2 separate regions of the Sus scrofa genome follow, and region 2 is linked to region 1. A link is a contact called in public Hi-C data. All regions are on one chromosome and are shown on one strand. Each heading gives the region's core, a stretch centred on a gene start, on an enhancer-like site or on the middle of the called end of the contact. The rest is flanking DNA. Distances are from core to core; before and after follow the strand shown. Region 1 holds the start of HHAT (protein-cysteine N-palmitoyltransferase HHAT). Region 2 holds the start of C9H1orf74 (UPF0739 protein C1orf74 homolog).

Evidence for each region. Hi-C and Micro-C count contacts between places; a contact is called where the count stands out from the background.
Region 2: a Hi-C map of liver shows a contact between it and region 1, with 5 times the contacts expected there. The contact joins the promoter of C9H1orf74 here to the promoter of HHAT in region 1. A contact is called at or near these places in 1 of 5 promoter capture datasets (liver) and 1 of 47 Hi-C or Micro-C datasets (liver).

What each region holds. Positions count from the first base shown.
Region 1 is chr9:132,664,041-132,670,959 of Sscrofa11.1, forward strand. It overlaps HHAT (protein-cysteine N-palmitoyltransferase HHAT), which reads right to left and starts at 4,027. Exons shown (of 13, transcript XM_013979981.2): 1 at 2,986-4,027. The coding sequence starts at 3,083.
Region 2 is chr9:133,185,183-133,192,101 of Sscrofa11.1, forward strand. It overlaps C9H1orf74 (UPF0739 protein C1orf74 homolog), which reads left to right and starts at 2,689. Exons shown (of 3, transcript XM_021063892.1): 1 at 2,689-2,893; 2 at 3,522-4,440. The coding sequence starts at 3,617. The coding sequence ends at 4,408. It overlaps TRAF3IP3 (TRAF3-interacting JNK-activating modulator), which reads right to left. Exons shown (of 15, transcript XM_021063884.1): 13 at 6,534-6,667; 14 at 5,716-5,829; 15 at 4,838-5,103. The coding sequence ends at 5,011.

The DNA of each region.
Region 1 (6,919 bases), core at 2,777-5,276:
CTTTAGGGTGGCCAGCAAGACCATGGTAGAAAAACCACTACGAAGCAGGGTTTGTAACCCAGGTACCAAACCCTTCACTCACTTACCTTGTTCATAGGTAAGCATTCAGGAGGCCATGAACTTCAGTTTCTTTTCTCAAGCGTCTTTATTTTCTTGAACCTCTAACTGAAATTTGGGATTTCGTGTGATTATAAATGTGGAAAACAAACCAGCCAAGTAAGAGCATATCTGGTAACTTTGTCACCGGTAAGAGTGACAGATTCTTTCACACCACAGTGCAGCTGCTGGAAATACTGCACAATTTCATTTACATGGACACCACTGCTTTGATATTCTGAGACTTGACATAGCTCTGAATTTTGTTTAATGTATTAATAAAGAAGCATAAAACATTATTACAAATTTGAGGAGGTTGCATTTTTTTTTCCTGTCTTTTTAGGGCCGCACCCTTAGCATATGGAGGTTCCCAGGCTAGGGGTCAAATTGGAGCCGTAGCTGCCAACCTACACCACAGCCACAGCAACGCCAGATGCCAGATCCAAGCTGTGTCGGGGACCTACACCACACTATTTTGATCACTTTGTTTCAATATAATTTGTCACTTTGTGTTTTTAAATTCCTCTTAAAAATTGGCTTCCCCAGACTTCAAAGAAGCCCATGACACAAAAAAATGGGTAAAAAATTCCTACAGTTCCCACTGTGGTGCAGCGGGTTAAGGATCCCTCATTGCTGCAGCTGTGGCATAAGGTTGAAGCTGCAGCTCAGGTTTGATCCCTGGCCCAGGAACTTCCATATGCCATGGGTGCAGTCAAAGAAGGAGAGAGAAGGAGAGAGAAGGAGAGAGAAGGAGAGAGAAGGAGAGAGAAGGAGAGAGAAGGAGAGAGAAGGAGAGAGAAGGAGAGAGAAGGAGAGAGAAGGAGAGAGAAAGAGAGAGAGAAAGAGAGAAAGAAAGAGAGAAAGAGAGAAAAGAAAAGAAAGAAAGAAAGAAAGAAAGAAAAGAAAATCCCTCCAAGGAATCAAGGATCTCACCCAAGCCAGGCAACTGCCATGCAACAGTTGTACAGCACTTTCCTTTGGCCAGGCCCTGCCCTGGAAGGAGCCACACAGGTGAGTAAGGCCTACCCCAGCTCCTCCCTGACTTTATCTACAGAATCCCCACCAACATCCAGCCACCCACAAAAATGACTGCCCTCCCTAGAGACTTGGCCTTCACTCCGAGTTGGTCTACACAACCTACTTCCCAAGGAGGGAGCAACGTCGACAGCAGATAAAGCATCGGCTTTACCCAGAAAGAGGGGTGCACAACCTGACCCCAACATTTACTCTCTGTGGCTTTAGCATCTCCTCTAAGCCTTTCTTCTGCTGTGAAAAGGGCTTACGTTACCTATTCTTCCCAGTTATTTTGCAAGGTTTAGAAATAATGGATTTAAAGCACCTGACAGGACACATCGTCCTTCTTACTGCTAGTTCGATCTTTCAGGTCAGAATTTACTCTTATTCAACATCTAATCACAGTTAGGGGCTGCCACTGAGAAAGGCGGGAGAAAAAGTACAGGAAAGATGGAACGTGAAAAAATCGAACTCATTCTTCACATTCCAGTATAACCCTCCCCCACGCTCCTCGGGACAGCCTCCCCTCCCCTCCCCTCCCCTCTCCTGGTCCCAGAACACCTATCACCTGGGTGTAACCTCTGCGAACGAAGGAAGAGTACCAATCAGAAGGGAACAGAAACTACGACTCTCACCCCCACGTAAAGCAAACCACCAAAGATGCTAACTCGCTGGCGCGACTGCCCTGATCCAAGGGCCACGATACAAGAAGCGGCACATTCCTTAAGGTCAAAGCCGTCCTTAGAACCGCCCACTTTGGTAGGGACTGCAGCGAGGAGGGCCTTTCCACGTAAAAACCGCTATCTCCTAGAGGATACGCGGAGAGAAGAGGGAAACTGAGTCCAGAGAGTAGAAAGCAAAAGAAGTCTTTGACTTCGGGGTGGGGGAGGTGGTCACTGGAGCCGCAGCAGTCAGGCAAACGCACTTCTAAGATCGCCAAGGGAACCAGAGTTCACACGTGCCCGCAACAGTCCCAGAAACTGGGGAGAGCGGACGCGGGCGGGAGGGGATGGGCCCTAGACCCGGGCGCACGGCCCCCGCCGCCTTTGTCTCCACCGCGCTTCCCCTGCCCCGCCCCCGGGCGCGCACGTAGGAGCTGGAATGGGAAACGGAAAGCGTCTTGGACGTTTCTTTTTTTCAACCGAGTACATCGAAGCCAGAAGTCTACACCCAACTTCCCGGGGACCCGCTACAGCCACCAGCTACCAACCTCCGGGCTGTCCCGGGCGGCGGCGGCGGCGATGTTCACACGCGACCCGAGTTCTAACAACCCTCCCAGCACCTCCGAGTCCCGGCGGCCGCGGCGGCGGCGGAGGCGGTGGCGTCCCGGGAAGCCGCCCTCTTCCCCCGGAGCAGCGGTTGGAGGAGCAGCCGCGCGCGCGGCCTCGGAGCACGTCCCCGCCCCCGTGCCCGCGCGCGCGCGCGCCGCTTCGGGCCGCGGGGCTCACGGGCAGGCGGCGCCCCGGGAGCCGCGGCGAACAGGCCGCGCGGCTGGAGCGGAGGCGCGGGGGGCGGCCCGCCTCTCCGCGCCCGCGGCGTCCGGCGCCGATCCGCCAGCCCCGCTGCCTGCGCCCGGGAGCGCGCGGACCTTTGCACCCCCTGTTTTGTTGATTGCAGGCCTGGGGCTGCCAGCAGGTTTGGGAGCGGAAGTCACCTGAAATCCAGCTCCTGGGGTCCCCACGTAGGTTTTGCAGGCGAAAGGATGAAGTTCCGTGGGGTGGAAAGGGGGCGGGCTTCTGGAGCTTGCTGTGTGAACTTAGCCCCCGTGAACCTCCCAGTCCTCCTCTGTAAGGCGGAAATAAGCTTTCCTGCTTTCCCGGAGAATTAGAGTGAAGACCAAATGGGATGAGCTAGATGAACGGTAAAGCAACTTACAAAGACAGCAGCACCGCAAAACGTGTCTCGGCGATTCTGAATGGGCTGTAAAAGAGTGGAAGATCTGAAGCCGCCTCTGCGGATGTAGCTTGGGCCATGACTTTATGTCAGGTGTTACTCCGAGGCCTCCAGTGTCAAGCCTGCCAGAATCACCTGGGCACTTGTTAAAACTCCTGGCACTCGGATCCCTCTTTAAACCAAAAGAAGCAGAGACGCCCCAGGGGAAGGGTGCCTCAGGTGGAGTCTATGATCATGTAAATGGGGCTAACTGCATTGGGCAGCAGGAAAACAGAGGCTGCGCTCTTAAGTTTATTCTAGCAGTCACCGAAGTAGTCTAGGAGATTATTTTTCTAATACAAAATTCTCTGGGAAACCGGAGTACAAACACTCTGAGAACAGGAACTAGTTTCTCTTTTCAGCTCCCCCCCCATCCCCAACCCCGATGCGTGGTACAGGATGGCGTTAAGTAAGCAGGTGTTAATAAACTAACCCCAAGCAGGAGTGCCAGATGTAGTAAATAAAAATACAGGCTGCCCAATTAAAATTGGATTTCAGATGAACCACAAATGAAATCTTTAGCATCTGTGTGGTTCATGCAGTATTGGGGACATACTGATGCTTAAAAAAAAAAAGAAGGAATTCAAATTGTATTTGATCTGGCAACCTTTGCAGGCAGGCAGCCTTCAGCGGAGGGGATGATGGCTGAGGAAAAGCTCAGCCCAGGGTACCGTCAGACCCAGGGTGGGAAATGAGATAACAGCTCCTCTGTTATTTCCTAATGACACCGTTGGACAATAACGTAGGTTCAAGGTCATTTACATTTAACCCCTTTTGGCACACACAACACATTCACTGGAAAACGCAAATGAAAATAAGGCAGATTCAATCATAGGTAAATTAGGAGCATCAATCAAATAAACATAGTCAAAATTAAGAAGTAATACACCGGGGAAAGTATTTGCAGGAACTATGATACAGTGTTATTTTTTATTGTATATAGATCAAATACAATTAATAAGAAACAGAAGCCAATCCTAGATGAGCAAGAGGTGAATTTAAACAAAGCTGAATATACAGTTAGGAAACAGATATATTGCAAAAAGCTCAAAGAAGTGCCAAGTACAATAAGAATACAATTTTTCACGTATAAAATTGGCAGGAATTAATAAATGACATTAAAGGCTGGCAAGAGTGCTGCGTGATAGCATGTATACACTTTTTAGTAGGTAAGCAATTTGGCAGTATCAAAATCCTTACAATTATGAAAACCCTTAATGCTTAAGCCTTTTGATTCTTTTTTCTTTTTTTTTCTTTTTTTTTTTTTGTCTTTTTGTTGTTGTTGCTATTTCTTGGGCCGCTCCCGAGGCATATGGAGGTTCCCAGGCTAGGGGTCTAATCGGAGCTGTAGCCACCGGCCTACGCCAGAGCCATAGCAACGCGGGATCCGAGCTGCGTCTGCAACCTACACCACAGCTCATGGCAACGCCGGATCGTTAACCCACTGAGCAAGGGCAGGGACCGAACCCGCAACCTCATGGTCCCTAGTCGGATTCGTTAACCACTGCGCCACGACGGGAACTCCAGCCTTTTGATTCTGAATTTTGTTTACGGAAATAAATCCAAAGGAAATAATGTAGAAAATACTCTTTATAAAGATTCAATTTTAATTTATATCATTTAAATTAATACCATCATAAGAAAAATGGGAGTTCCCGTTGTGGCGCAGCAGAAAAAGAATCTGACTGGGAACCATGAGGTTGTGGGTTCAATCCCTGGCCTTGCTCAGTGGGTTAAGGATCCAGTGTTGCATGAGCTGTGGTGTAGATCACAGATGCAGCTCAGATCCGGCATTGCTGTGGCGTAGGCCAGCAACTGTCACTCCAATTAGACCCCTAGCCTGGGAACCTCCATGTGCTGCAGGTATGGCCCTCAAAAGCAAAAAAAGAAAAATATACTACGATGTACCAAAATATGTGATAATGGGGGGGATATCCTTGAAATTCCCTAATTTCCCAAAAATAAAGTGTAAATTAAACTAAAAGTTATACATTCTATGATCTATTATATATGCAACCTTTCATAATGGTTACCATCCATATGTAATGTGAGCATAACTAAATATTTTTAAAGCTGTGCATGAAAAAAATGACTGGAAAGCAAATAAGGTTAAATTTGGGTGGTGGGACTTTATTCTTGATTTTCCACATTTTTATTAAGCATAAATTAATTTTATAATAGAAAAATCTTAATTCGACACCCCCCAAAAACAAGACTTTTCTTATAATATCAGTTTAACAATCTCTAGCATCTTACATTTGCACAACTATGTACTGAATGCTGAAACTATCTAAATATTAAAAGCTCCTTAAACATTTTCTCTAAATATAAACACCTTAACCAATTCTGCATGTTATCTGTTAACCTAGAAATTATCCTTAGCAAATATTTCTATGATGAATTTATCAGCTTAGTCACTCACATAACCATACAGTAGTTAAAATGCCTTAAATATTTTTTAAAATTAGCAAATTATGTAAAGCCTTGGGTTTTTTTCCCTTCAGATTACATTCGAAAAGGGGATAAGGGAGCTCCCATCATGGCACAGCGGAAGTGAATCTGACTAGGAACCATGAGGTTGCGGGTTCCATTCCTGGCCTGGCTCAGTGGGTTAAGGATCCGGCATTACGGTGAGCTGTGGTGTAGGTCACACGCAGCTCAGATCCTGCTGTTGCTGTGGGTGTGGTGTAGGCCTGCAGCTGTCGCTCGGATTAGACCCCTTGCCTGGGAACCTCCATACACTGTGGACGCAGCCCTAAAAAAGACAAAATAAAATAAATAAATAAATAAATAAAAGAGATAAGCTTACCAGCATAGACTTTTTTAAAAATTTGTAGTAAAATGTACATAATACATTTACCATCGTAACCTTTTTTTGTTGTTGTTGTTTTAGGGCCGCACCCATGGCATACGGAGGTTCCCAGGCTAGGGGTCTAATCAGAGCTGTAGCCATCGGCCTACACCACAGCCACAGCAATATGGGATCCGAGCTGCATCTGCGTCTTACACCTCAGCTCACGGCAATGCGGAATCCATAACCCACTGAATCGAGGCCAGGGATTGAACCTATGTCCTCATGGATACTAGTCAGGTTCATTTCCGCTGAGCCATGATGAGACCTCCCCGTCATAACCAGTTCTGAATCTAAGTACGTTCACATTGCTGTGCCACGCCAGACTCTCTTCATCTTACAACACTAAAATTTTGTCCCCATTAGACAGAAACTCCCCAGCACCGAATTCCCTGGAAGCTACCATTCTCCTTTCTGTCTCTATGAATGTGACTACCTGGATCCCTCATATACATGGAATCATATAGCATTTGTCCTTTTGTCAGTGACTTGTTTCACTTAACATAAGGCCCTCACGCCTTAACCTTGCAGCAAGTGTCAGAATTGCCTTCATTGTCAAGACTGAAGTCATGCATCAACTGCCTTCACTGGTCATGTTTTCTCTCCAGCTCTCTCGGTTAGTGGGGCCTGAGTAGCCTGAGCAGTCTAGACAGGCAGCCCTGAGCACCTGGGAGCCACTTTCCAGATGCAGGACTGGTGCTTAGGAGGGATTAAGCAAGCCAACACTTCTTTGTAAATTCAACTGTGAGAAAGAGAAATTATACTGATTCAACACAGGCACAAATGGTTGTTCAGACTTAACTGATAAAGGCTTAAAGATAAAGGAGTGAATTTCTAATTGTGAAATTTCAGGCACAAACATCCAGCATGTCCCAGCACTCTAGAGATGCCGCTGATCCTATAGAACCACAGTGGAAACTCCCATTATTGGATTTTTATTAAGAATTGTAAACTTGTTGGAAATACTGCATTCAGTTGCTTTGGACAGAATTAAGCAAGATAATGGAAGGCCATGATGAGTTTCAG
Region 2 (6,919 bases), core at 1,439-3,938, 520 kb after region 1:
TCTGTTTCTGCAGAGCTCAAAGAAAGAACTCACAGCAAATAAACTGAGAGGGCAACTGCTGGGTCTAGACTGGCCCCTCTTCCTTATTCTGGGAGAGGCTAACAGCCAGGCTGTTCATCTGGATGGGGGCTCAGATAATAAGTGCCAAAAAGGATTGAACTCTTAGTATGTGACTGTAGTGACAAGTTTATGCTCAGAGGAACGGATGAGTGGTTATGCGGTCTTAATAGCACAGTTTCGGAGTTCTCGTTGTGGTGCAGTGGTTAACGATCTGACGAGACATGGTTGCAGTCGATCGCTGCCTGCCAGTGGTTAACGATCCGGCATTGCCGTGAGCTGTGGTGTAGGTCGCAGACGTGGCTCTGGCGTAGGCTGGCAGCTACAGCTCCGATTCGACCCCTAGCCTGGGAACCTCCATATGCCGCAGGAGCGGCCCAAGAAATGGCAAAAAGACAAAAAAAAAAAAAAAAAAAAAAAAAAATAGCAGTTTCTTCTTTCCCCATCCCCGTCCTTTTCAGAACACTGGCAGAGTGCACGCAGGGCTCCCTCTCTGGTCCTGATGCCAGGTATCCTTTCTTGGAGACTCAGTCGGCTCTCCCCTTTGGTGGCGACACCACTCACTCCCTTGGTGTTTTTAACTTCCTTGCCTTCACCTTGCTTAGGGCTGGGAAGGGAGTTAGGTGTGTCACCAGCTTTTTGTTTTTGTCACTGTCCACCCCACTGAACTAGATTAGTTGTAGGCATAAATGGGGAGGGCAAGGCTTGGATCTAGGCTGGCCTCTCACCCATATAGTTAGGTCCCTGGCTATATGTTCCCATAGCACCCTATACTTCCTCTTTCAGAATAATCAATTCCCTTGCAATTGTTCAGCATTCGTGTCCTGCCTGACTACTTCAAGTTTGTAAACTTGCTGAAGATAGGGACTGTTTGTCTTGGACTTTGCTGCCAGCTCTTAGCACAGTGTCTGGTACCTAGTGTGTTCTCAGATATTTATGGTTAGAATAAATGAACTAAGTCATTTTAGGGACTGACTGCTAACTACTGTGAGAAATTAAAATAAATATGGGGAAGGAAAAAAGTCCTAAAATTAGCTTCTAGTCTCTGCTTCTGAGTCCCTCTGAGTTAAGAACCAGGGTTAGAATGGGAGCCCCTACAAGCTTGCCCTCCTTGCAGGCTGGCCCCACCTTTATTCCTCAGGGGTCTCTACACAGTCTGCAGATACTACTAAGATGGAGCCTGTGTAGGCGCCTGCAGTTCCCTTAGCCTTTGCCTATTTATTATCTATCAATGAACTTCGGCCATTTATTCAGAGACAAATTTTTTCAAGAAATTCTTTCCCTCTGTGAGATGGGTCATAATGCTGGTAAAGAAGTTAAACTTTCAGTGAAATAACTGTTTTTACCTGATGATTTGATTGAAAAGTGTTTAGGGGGTTCCGTTGTGGCTCAGCGGTTCATAAACCCGACTAGTATCCATGAAAACATGGGTTCGAACCCTGGCCTCGCTCAGTGGGTTAAGGATCCAGCGTTACTGTGAGCTGTGGTGTAGGTCAAAGACACCGCTCAGATCCCACATTGCTGTGGCTGTGGGGGAGGCTGGCAGCTATAACTATGATTCCACCCATAGCCTGGGAACTTCCATATGCCACGGGTGCAGCCCTAAAAAGACAACAACAACAAAAAAAAGTGTCTGCATCTCTGCCTCTTATTTCTCACTTTGAAGTCAGCAAACAGAATTCGACCAAACTGAGCTCCAGGAAGGAGGGGTTTTTGTCTGTTATGTACACTGCAGTAAGTACCTCCAGCACCTAAAGCAGGCCTAGTACACATGTGTCCAGGGTGAAGACTCATGCCTTCACACCGTGCTTAGAAATGGCAAACCTGGAGTTCCCGTCGTGGCGCAGTGGTTAACGAACCCGACTAGGAACCACGAGGTTGCGGGTTCGACCCTGGCCTTGCTCAGTGGGTTAAGGATCCGGCGCTGTCGTGAGCTGTGGTGTATGTAGGTCGCAGACGCTGCTCGGATCCCGCGTTGCTGTGGCTCTGGTGCAGGCCGGCGGCTACAGCTCCAACTAGACCCCTAGCCTGGGAACCTCCATACGCCTCAGAAGAGGCCCTGGAAAAGGCAAAAAGACAAAAAGCAAACCTTGGCCAGGACACTTCTCCACCCACTTCTCAGACCTCAGCCTCTCAAATTTAGGATTTAGGCAGGTCAAAGCAAAAACAAAAAAAACTTTGCAGCACCACCCACAGGTGAAAGTATCACGCAAAACACGTCGCTTGCCTTGAGATATTTCGTTTGCAGGGGAAAGCGTCCTTCTCCAGACACAAATCAAAGGTGTTTCTGCTCGGCGTGCCCCGCTTCTGCCTCCCTGGTCAAACGGGACACTGGACTTAAAAACAACACACAAGCGAAGAGCTGGCGGCTTCAACCGGTCCCGCCTCCTTCCGTCCACTCCCTTCCCTTCCTCTTCCGGCGCAGGGGGGCGGGGCCGGGATCAGCCGGGCCGGAAGGGGCCGGACCTCAGGCACCAGCACTTCCGGTATGCAGCCGCGCGGCCTGCCGGTGGTTCCTACGCGGGGAGCGCGAGAGGACCGGGTGACGTTACGGAAAGCGGCGGGACAGGGCATGTGCTGGGCATGCGCAGCAGGCAGACCTCGCCTCCCCGGCCCCTGCGGGCGGTAAGGGACCTCCCCTTGCGGGCGGGACTTCTAGCTTCGCGGCGGAGCACAGGGTCTCGCGGCCTTCCGGGCAGCGGGCAGGAAACTGGAAGGGGTTCCTGAGCCCGCGAATCTGCAGGGGAAGTAGAAGGACGTCTGTGTGTGCAAGGGAGACCTCTGCCTCATTTACTAAATCCCTGTACTGTGCCCAGGAAAGGGCGTGGGGGTTGAGGTGAGCCTGTCGTCCGAGGGCCAGTGACTGTCCACCAGTAGGGGGAGGCGGGGCCTGCAGAAGTTGCAAGACAAGCCTCTTGCAGTTCCAGCCAATTTAACTTATTTACTTTGTGTCTCAACATGAGATGTTTGGTAGTCCACATTCTAGTGTGTATCGTTTAATCAGACCGCTATTCTTACAACTATTCTTGGCCGGAAGAGAAAGAGGAGTTGGCAATGAAAAGAGTACATGTGGAACCTACTCTGTCTCAGAGGACAGTTTTAGGTGAAATGCTCTGAATTTTGCCAGAGAGTGCTCTGCTTCTTTTCGGCCCCGACCTCCTTCAGGTGTGAATCAGAGAAGGTAAATTACAACAGGAAAATTTAGGAGGGAAGCCAGAGAGAGTGTAAATATAACCTTAAGGCCAGAGAGACAGTTGAATTTGGAACTAAGAGAGACTAAGTCACCAAAAAATCAGGGTGCCATTGGTGATGCCGTTTTATCTGGGCTGGGTTAGCATTCCAAAGCAGAGGGAGGGGAAGTGACCTCTGGAAGATGCTGTAAGACTTAAGGGAAGGCTATTGTCAGGTTTCCTGGTATGTCACTGGCTGGTGCTAATAATCCCCTGCTACTGCTTTGTTTTTAGGCCCTTCTTCAAGTGTCTGGAGCTCAGAGATGCAGCCCAGGGGAGGGAACTGTGACTAGTTAAGGAGGCCATGCTTACTGTTGCTTCCAGAGTCCATGTCAACACTGAGTCTTCAGCTGCTGGTGGCAGCTGCTCAGCAGACCCTGGGCATGGGGAGGAGCCGGGGCCCACCCCGAGCCGTGTGCCTTCATCTAGCCGGAGAGGTGCTGGCTGTGGCCAGGGGACTTAAGCCAGCTCTGCTCTATGATTGCAACTGTGCAGGGGCAGCAGAGCTCCAGAGCTATCTGGAGCAGCTGCAGGGCCTGGGCTTCCCGACCCGGGGGCTTCACATTCTTGAGATTGGAGAAGACAGCCTGATTGTCTGTCCTGAGCGTGTGTGTCAGCACTTGGAGCAGGTGCTGCTTGGTTCCGTAGCCTTTGTGGATGTTTCCAGCGCTCAGCCTCACCCTTCCGTCTGCTCCCTGGACCAGCTTCAGGACTTGAAGGCCCTCCTGGCTGAGATCATCGCTCATTTGCAGGGACTGAAGACGGACCTGTCCCTGGCAGTCTCCAGCAGCAGGCTCTGTTCCTCAGACTGGAATCTCTGTACTGTGTTTGGGATCCTCCTGGGCTATCCTGTCCCCTATACCTTTCACGTGAGCCAGGGAGGTGACAATTGCTTAGCCCTGACTCCACTACGGGTATTCACTGCCCGGATCTCTTGGCGACACAGTCAACCACCAGTCTTGCTCTATTCCTTTAGCGTCCCAGAGAGCTTGTTCCCGGCCCTGAGGGACATTCTAAATACTTGGGAGAAGGACCTTAGAACTCGATGTAGGACTCAGAATGACTTTGCTGACCTCAGCATCTCCTCCGAGGTGGTCACCCTGCCTGCTGTGGCCCTCTGACTGTAACTCTTTCCTCGCATAGAAGGTGCTCGGTAAGTGATCAGCTCTTGTTAAGGACGGCAAATAGGTATGATCTCAAGTACCAGACACTGGGGAAGAATGCTGTAATACATTTTCCATTTCTGTGCTAAGGGGTCCTCTGGATTTAGCTGAGATGTCTGTTGTTTTTTTCACTGGATGGAAGATAGAGGGAAGGATTGTGGAGAAGGAGGGAAGGTGCCGGAGGACGAGTAACGTGCCCGCGTGTGGAAGTGTACCCATCCCTGCCCTGTGTGCGGAGTGTCTGCCAGGGATCAAAGGGCCGGGCTTTGCTGCTTGTTGGTTTACCTCCAACGGACCTGGGCCAGGGAGAGTAGACCGGGTGGCTTAAGTGTCTTCTCTCTGAGTGATGTGTCACTCAGCAAAGAGCTGAGAGTTCTGAGGAACAAAGACTGTCAGGTGAAGTTTATTTGTTTGTTGTTACAGCAGAGTAGAAAAACAATAAAGTCAGAAATCTCAGTGAATTGGACAAACCCAAACCTTTAAAGGTACTCAAGCCTTCTGAGTCTTTTTGTGGCGTTTCTTGCCTCTGATTTTCAGCCCCGGCAGCTGTCACCAGTTATTCAGATCATCAGGCTGTCCTTGTGGGCCAGGAACACTGCCAGTGCCATAGCAGTCAGTACCATCAGCGCGGGGAGCCATCGACCACACTGTCTCTGTGAGGAGGGAGGGGGAGAGGAGAGAAAGGCCGTGGGCTGGTCAGAGAAGACACAGGCGGAAATGACCTTCCTTCTTCCTGTTCCAGCCCTGTGGCAAGCCTTGGGTTGGTGGAGGAGAAAAAGCATGTTATACCCGTTTCTCACTTTGTTACTCCCAGAGGATCAAACCACTTTACTAGGGGTCCCTGGCCTCTAAGCCAAGGTCACTGGCCCAGGGAGCCACAGCCAGCGGGGAAAGGTACATAAATACTGGTACAAATAATCAAAAGCGGAAAATCACTCAGAAAAATTAGATGATTCTGTGTTTCTTTTCCTCGGCACCTTTGCTCTCCTCACTCTGTCCCTGTTGCTACAACGGGCGTGCGTTCATGCTAATAGTAAGATTTTCTCTTCGGACTCCAGAACCCCATGAAAATTAGGCCTGGAGACAGGAGCTGGAGTTTTCCTCCCGTGGTTGCTGTCCTGTCTGTTCAATGTAAACCACGCTGAACGGGGCAGGCTGGGTAGCTGTTGGCACGGGCCGATCAATCCTATTGGCAAGATCAGGCGCAAGGCGGCTTTGTTCCCCCCACCACCACCCCAGCACTGCGGGAGGACTGCCCCTCTTACTGTGGGAGGTGGCCGCTGGCCCAGGCTCAGCTCTTCTCGACAGCGCTGCAGCTTGCGCAGGCAGGAGAGGTACTCGTCACTGAGGTTGTCTAGTTCCGAATGCAGGTCCCTGCACTGCGGGGAGAGGCCACCAAGGTCACCACCAGTTCTGCTGGGGACGGAGCCCAGGGAGGGGATGGAGCCCTGGGTCCGTGACCCTGTTACTCACTGGGCACTTTTACCACCCTTCCTTCCCAGCTGTTCTCAAGCTTTCGCTTGGCCTTGCGACTCTCTTACTAGTTTATCGATAACGTGTTCGTTTAAATGCCTGATGATAATGCATCTGTGATGTAGTCTACATGCAGGTGCTTTTGTGGGCCAGTTGTGTGTGCAGGTGTTGTGTACACCCCAAAGTGAGGTTCCTGTTGCACAAGCCACCTGGATGTGATCCTAGCGCACATCTCTGGCGGGAGCTAGTTGCACGTGACTCTGCCTCTGCAGGTGTGTGTGTTGCTGTGTCTGTAGCCAGGAAGAGTTTTGTTACTTGAAAGACTCTGTAATAAAGTTTTAAGATACTCAATGTAGGACAGAGTTTGTGGAGTAAATGTGTTTTATTCAACGTGTTTCTGAGTTTTGGTTGACTTTCCAAAAGCTAACTCTCGAGTAAAACCTTGAGGAAGGGTTGGGATAAATAAGGACGGCCTAGGAACAAATGATCCAGGCCCGTGAATATCCAGCCCCAGCTTAGGCCAGGAGAGGCCTGCTGTCTGGCTACCCCTAGCAGTTGCCCTGTCACGGTGGTAGGATGAGCCCCCCACTGCCTGAGGTCACCATCTCACCTCCTTTTCCTTGGCCAGGAGCTGCAACGTTTTCTCTTGGAGCTGGTCTCTGAAATCCCAGTCTTTCTCCTTCCCTGGACCCTCAGGCTCCACTTCGTTCTGGGAGGGCTTTGGACTCCACTCCAGAGCCTGATCTAAAAAAGGGGCCAGGTTCTCCGTGACGGTGAGGCCCGCACCTCTGAGCAAGGGCCCCGCCACTGAGAACCCCTAGGGGGACAGAGAAGGGCCTGTCCCTGTCGGGCTGTGCGGAATGCAGTTCTCGTGACTTTTAAAGACTCCCATGGGGACCCTGCTCAGCCTGGACAGAAAGCTGGAATTTGAGCCCCTCGAGGGCAAGGTGGGCATCTTAACTGTTAAATGCCGGATCCTTTTGGGAAATACCTATT